Linked DNA regions of Oryzias latipes: region 2 is linked to region 1. The links are chromatin contacts, called in public Hi-C maps. All regions are on one chromosome and are shown on one strand. Each heading gives the region's core, a stretch centred on a gene start, on an enhancer-like site or on the middle of the called end of the contact. The rest is flanking DNA. Distances are from core to core; before and after follow the strand shown. Region 1 holds the start of spg7 (paraplegin). Region 2 holds the start of dhodh (dihydroorotate dehydrogenase (quinone), mitochondrial).

Region 1 (2,700 bases), core at 195-2,694:
CTGTTTTTACCCCAAAGACCTGGATCATTTTCTAGGACATAGTTTCTGCAGAGTGGCAGGAGTTCATCAGAAATTCACTTCTGAGTTATGAGCGGGAATACTAGTGCAGACTGAGCCTGTCCTCATTTCCCATCATCATCATCATACACTCTCTCTCACTATCTTACAGCCCCCAACCTAACATTACTGGTGCAACAAAAATTTTGGATCCATCCAGCCGTACAGTTTTGAGCCAGATGTCAGAGGAGGAAAACAGCGACGTACACGGATCTATTTGTCTGCAAGTGGATGCATCAGAATGAAGTGGAGCAGGGAGCTGGTGGCTCGCCAACTGCAGCACCTACGTCCCTACAACGGCTTTTTTCAAACGGCGTTTTTAGTCTGCTCCTGATTCACAATGATTTGAAAAAAGAACTTCTCATGATGCAATTTTAATCTTAATTTTCATGTCCTCCATCGCGGAAACAAATGCCACAAAAAAAGCCAAAAAACAACAAAAGCACAATTTTCATCCGAGTGAGTCATTAACAACGTATAGACTAGTCCAAACTCCTTTTTGAATATATACCAACAGCATTTGTAGAGAATTACAATAAATCAGCACAAATGTTGAACATATGTTGGACAAAAAAGTGAATATCAATTAATCTTGCCTATCTTTCTTGTCTCCCTATTAATATATCAGTCTTTATATTTGCTTTGAACTTCTTCATAAAACATTTTCTTTAAAGCACAAAGAAAAAAAGACTTGTGGATGCATGTTCTCTACAGAAATGTTTTTATTAACTCTGATCCTGAGGGCTGCAGAGACCTGGTGTGTGTGACATTTTAGACAAGAATCAATTCAAACATGTAAAACAAAACAACATCTACAAGACTGACCTTTTTTTTAGAACACAATGCATGAATATGGGACACTACAGCCACTCATCATGTCTCCACATCCATTGATTGTCAGAGTGCAGATTGGATTGATGTCTGCCTTACCTGAATGAGTTTCTCCTGTGGCTGACCTTTGAAAGTCCGCTCTGACATGGAAACCAGCGTCTTCCTAGCAAACGCATTGCTGAACAGGACATGTTTCACTGTGACCCTGGATGTCAGCCTCGAAGCTAACGTATAATAATGCAAGTTTCGTCTCGAGGGCGTCCAAAAACATCTGCTGCATTTCCTACTGACGCCAGCACAGTGTTGCAACAAAGCTGACATGGTGCACGGTCTCTTCCAGAATGAGCTTTAAATCTTTATCCGCGACGACATAGCCGTAGATCGTCCATAAAGCTCAAACTAGTGGTTGTGAAACGCTGTTTATCATCGTAGCTTTAAGTCTCAGCTAGCATTATTCAACAGAAACAGAGGAGCTCCCTCCTTCTTGGACGTCATATACAGTTTTCAGACAGAAACTGTGGGCATTACTGCCACCTACTGACATGGAGTTTGAAAGACAAGTTGGACATACGCTAGAAAATAAAATAGGATAAACCAGGTGTTCAGGATTTCCAAAACTCAAATGCATCAAGTTCAACATGTGGGGGGGAAAAAAAACACAACATATAAGTTTCTTCATATATTAATCCGCAACTTTAGTCATCAACTGTGTAAAATCAGAATAAACTATTGTAGTGCAAGGACTGTCCGCCAGAGAGCGCCATTGTTCAGTAAATGACGGTTTCTTTGGCTTTGCTAGAGTTGTTTTTGTGGAACACAATCCGCGATAAAAGCTAATTACGCTTTCGTTTCAATTTATAATCACACATATTGCACAATTGAAATGTACATTATTCATCTTCCAAGCTCAAATTGAATAAATTATTAGTTTCAAATATTTTATTTACATTCTTCTTTTCCGAAGCATTTCGGAGACTGTTCCATTTTACCGCCACCCAAGTTGTAAACAGTCACAGCAGTGTTGAATTGGGACGTTTGCAGTTCAATTTGACTGGCATATTCATTGACCCAATAAGAGAAGGGTTGTTGTTTCTAGCCAATAAACGTCTGCGTGTCATCTCTTCCCGTTGCGCTAAATCTTTAGGTACGTTAGTTTTATGGTCCAGTGCATCCCGTTTGAGGTAAACTATATGTCATCTATCACCGTCAAACGTCGTATTCACGCCCCACGGCGGGTTATTTGTGTTTCTGCGCCGCCTGTAGGACTCAACATTTACAAATGATTCGCCACAAAATATAATCTCTCATTTTATTATGGTAACTCGGATTAGAGTGGGTTTTGTCGGACTGAGGAATAAGCTTGCTGGAAAATTATTTATTTATAATTATGTAATAAAAATGTATGATGTGCCACGTTCCCTGTATACAATCCATATGGAGAAAAATTAGACTCAGTCGGATTTGTGCGCATTCACACATGTGGATATTTTAACCAACACACAACCTGGAGGCTTAAATGAAAAGCGCTATGCGTTCACAAACATAAAAACGAGTAGACCCTTTGCCTGCGCTCCATTTCGTTTTCTTGGCTTTCCAACTATATCATGGAGCTTGGTCAGTTGTGTTTGAAACTGCGTGTTGTATTCGGCCACGTTGGAGTTCAACGTGCCCTGACTTTGAATGCAGATTTGCACCCTTTGAGGATCCAAAATGGCGTCCGTTTCTCGATCCAAAGGAAAGGGATCCGCCTTCAGCGGAACCACCAATCAGAGCGCTCGTTTCATCCCGGACGTGTTTCCGTCCCAGCTACAC
Region 2 (2,700 bases), core at 66-2,565, 200 kb after region 1:
TGTCAAGCAGCACAAAGTGCACATTTATCTGTAACTACTTCAGTTCTTAATCAAGATGAAATTGTTTCAGGAAGATGCACCAAATAAGGATTTTATTTCTGTCCCCAAAGTGCGCAGTCTTTTGAAAGGTACCTGTTTATTACTGCATTATCGGCAGGGAGCCGAAACACTCGTGGTTTCGGGTTCCCCTCCTGTGGCTTTGGAGTGACTGTCCCAACCTCAACAAAGCCGAACCCCAACTTGTAAAGAGCGTCCACAGCTTCCCCATGCTTGTCAAAGCCGGCTGCAATGCCAATAGGGTTTTTAAACTTCAGGCCAAGTGTGGTCACCTCCTATACGGGCAAATGGTCCAACTTTAACAAATAGAAATAAATATTTTTTCAATTTAACAGGAGGATAAAAAAATGTTCCAGGCTTACTAAAGCTGCAGGATCCTGGTAGCGGTTCAGAGGAACAAGGCCCATTCCCATTATCTTGACCGCAAACACGTGTGCCATTTCTGGCCCCACAATCCTCTGCAGCAGAGGCATCAGCTGGTTGGCATAGAAACGCTCATCTCCAACGGCAGTGAGGTAAGAGGCAAACAGGAGGCTTCCTGACCCGATGACCTTCACCGCATCTTTAAGGCGTCTCTGTTAATGAAGACATGACAGATGTTCGAGTGACAGAATCCACTGGAGATCTCAACAAGCGACTGTCACAGAAATGGCACTAAATGACATGTTTACCATCCAGTTGACACAAAAGGTTGTGTCGGCATTCAGTGCTTTGAGCCATGAATTGTCACTGTGTGAATGCTAGGTAGTTCTACCTGCAACACCAATGTGTTTCCTTAAAACGACACGACAGTGTAAATGAAGCAACAAAACTGACAATTAGTTATGATTGGCTTGAGCTTATCAGTTTAGTGAGAAATAATGTGTTCATCACATTATTTCATCACCACAAGAGTAACGTTTTCTTTATTTAAACATTCCAAATAGCATGTGCAGGCAAACAGCATTAAAGCGACGGGATGAGTTCAATTTAAATTAAATGTATACATAACTTTCAGGATTTTATTATGTAAAACTTACCGACCGACATTAGGTTAGCTTGGTTTGAGGCTACACTTTAGCACAGAAAACAAGAGTTATAATAACATGTATACCTCTGGAAAATCTGAAATCGTTTATTTAGTCCTGAGTTACCTTCAATTGTCCCGCCATTGACGCAGTTCTGTGTCTGGGGACATGAACGCCTCACCATGTTACTCAAAAGCAACTTCCCCATCATGTTCTCGCGATACCTCACCAACGACTCATGACCCGGAAGTGGATGCTACAAATGTGTGGTTTATTATTCTCAAATACAGTCAATGTTCATAGTGAAAACATTTTCGAAACACTATTTCACATCTTTAGCTAACATATTTCGTCTTTTTAAATTAATGTTTTCTTTTTATTTATTTTTACCAATATGCAAGACTCAGTGGTGCATTTAATGAGCACCTCAAGAAAGTTATGGATAAATGATCTGTGGGGCTTTTCTTTGTCTTATTTTTAATTTAAAATGCATCAGGATAGAAAAGAAAAATAAAAAACTTTTCAAAGGCATACCTTATCAGTTAAACTAAACAGTGAAGTGGGTGCAATATTCAAACTCTTTCCCATTTTAAATTTAGTGTGGACATAAGAAGTTAATAGCATTTGAAGAAGCTTTTTAAAAATATTAATGAAGTACATTTCTAAATATAGTTTTCCAAGTTTGCATATCTATGTATCTATCTGAGTCTTAGTTCAAATAATATTTAATTAAAAAAACATGCCTCATTTTAACTTGCAGTTTATTTTTATTCAAGACTAGTTCAAATGGGAAAAAAAAATACTAACACATGAGTGTGCTACAAAAATCTTTTTATTAAGCAAACATTTAATTCACAGTGGCTGTTGTTTAAAATTGAAATGCCATTTCAACAAGTGAAAAAAGCCCTTTAAGAAACCCCAAAGTTTTAACCACCTGAGAACCGAGGAAAAAAAGTGTCTCCCAATATTTGTTTTTGTGTGATTTCCTATCTATTCGGGCCTAAAAAAAACAACTTACAATTTTAATTTTTAAAAAAAAAATTTTTTTTAAAATTTCCCAACATGTCCACTGTAGGGGACAACAGGACGATATTTCTGTGAAAATAGAAGTCAATTAGGAAAATCAGAAAAAAGGAGCAGATTAAATCTTTAGAGTGATATTCACCCAAAAAACATTAAATTTTGTTCTAAAACAATAAAACTCTACATCACTGTATTGTCACTTGTTGGACCATCTGCCACAGAGGAAGATTGACCAGTAAATTGAGAGCTTTGCTTATTGGCTTAGCTCTCTCCTCACCACAACGGACCGAACAGCAACCACATAACTACGGACACTGCTCTTATCCCCCTGTCAATCTCACGCTCCAGTCTTCCCCCACTCATGGACAAGACCCCAATATATTTAAACTTCTCCACCTGGGGCAGGGACACTCTACCCACAGAGAGATGGCAAACTACCTTTCTTCAGTTAAGAACCATGGCCTCAGATTTAGCGGTGCTGACCCTCATCCCAGCCGCTTCACACTCTACCACAAACCACCCCAATGCACGCTGGAGGTCCCGGCTTAATGAAGCCAACAGGACAACATGATCTGCATAGAGCAGAGATGAAATCCTGTGGTCCCCAAACCAG

The links. A called contact is a pair of places that touch in the nucleus more often than the background predicts.
Region 2: a contact with region 1 is called in a Hi-C map of embryo, with 2.6 times the contacts expected there. The contact joins the promoter of dhodh here to the promoter of spg7 in region 1. A contact is called at or near these places in 2 of 5 Hi-C or Micro-C datasets (embryo and gastrula embryo).

What each region holds. Positions count from the first base shown.
Region 1 is chr3:17,655,433-17,658,132 of ASM223467v1, forward strand. It overlaps spg7 (paraplegin), which reads right to left and starts at 1,445. Exons shown (of 17, transcript XM_004067132.4): 1 at 988-1,445. The coding sequence starts at 1,209. ankrd11 (ankyrin repeat domain-containing protein 11) reads left to right here and starts at 2,699. Exons shown (of 14, transcript XM_023953418.1): 1 at 2,699-2,700.
Region 2 is chr3:17,852,484-17,855,183 of ASM223467v1, forward strand. dhodh (dihydroorotate dehydrogenase (quinone), mitochondrial) reads right to left here and starts at 1,316. Exons shown (of 9, transcript XM_004067048.4): 1 at 1,191-1,316; 2 at 420-632; 3 at 133-332. The coding sequence starts at 1,208.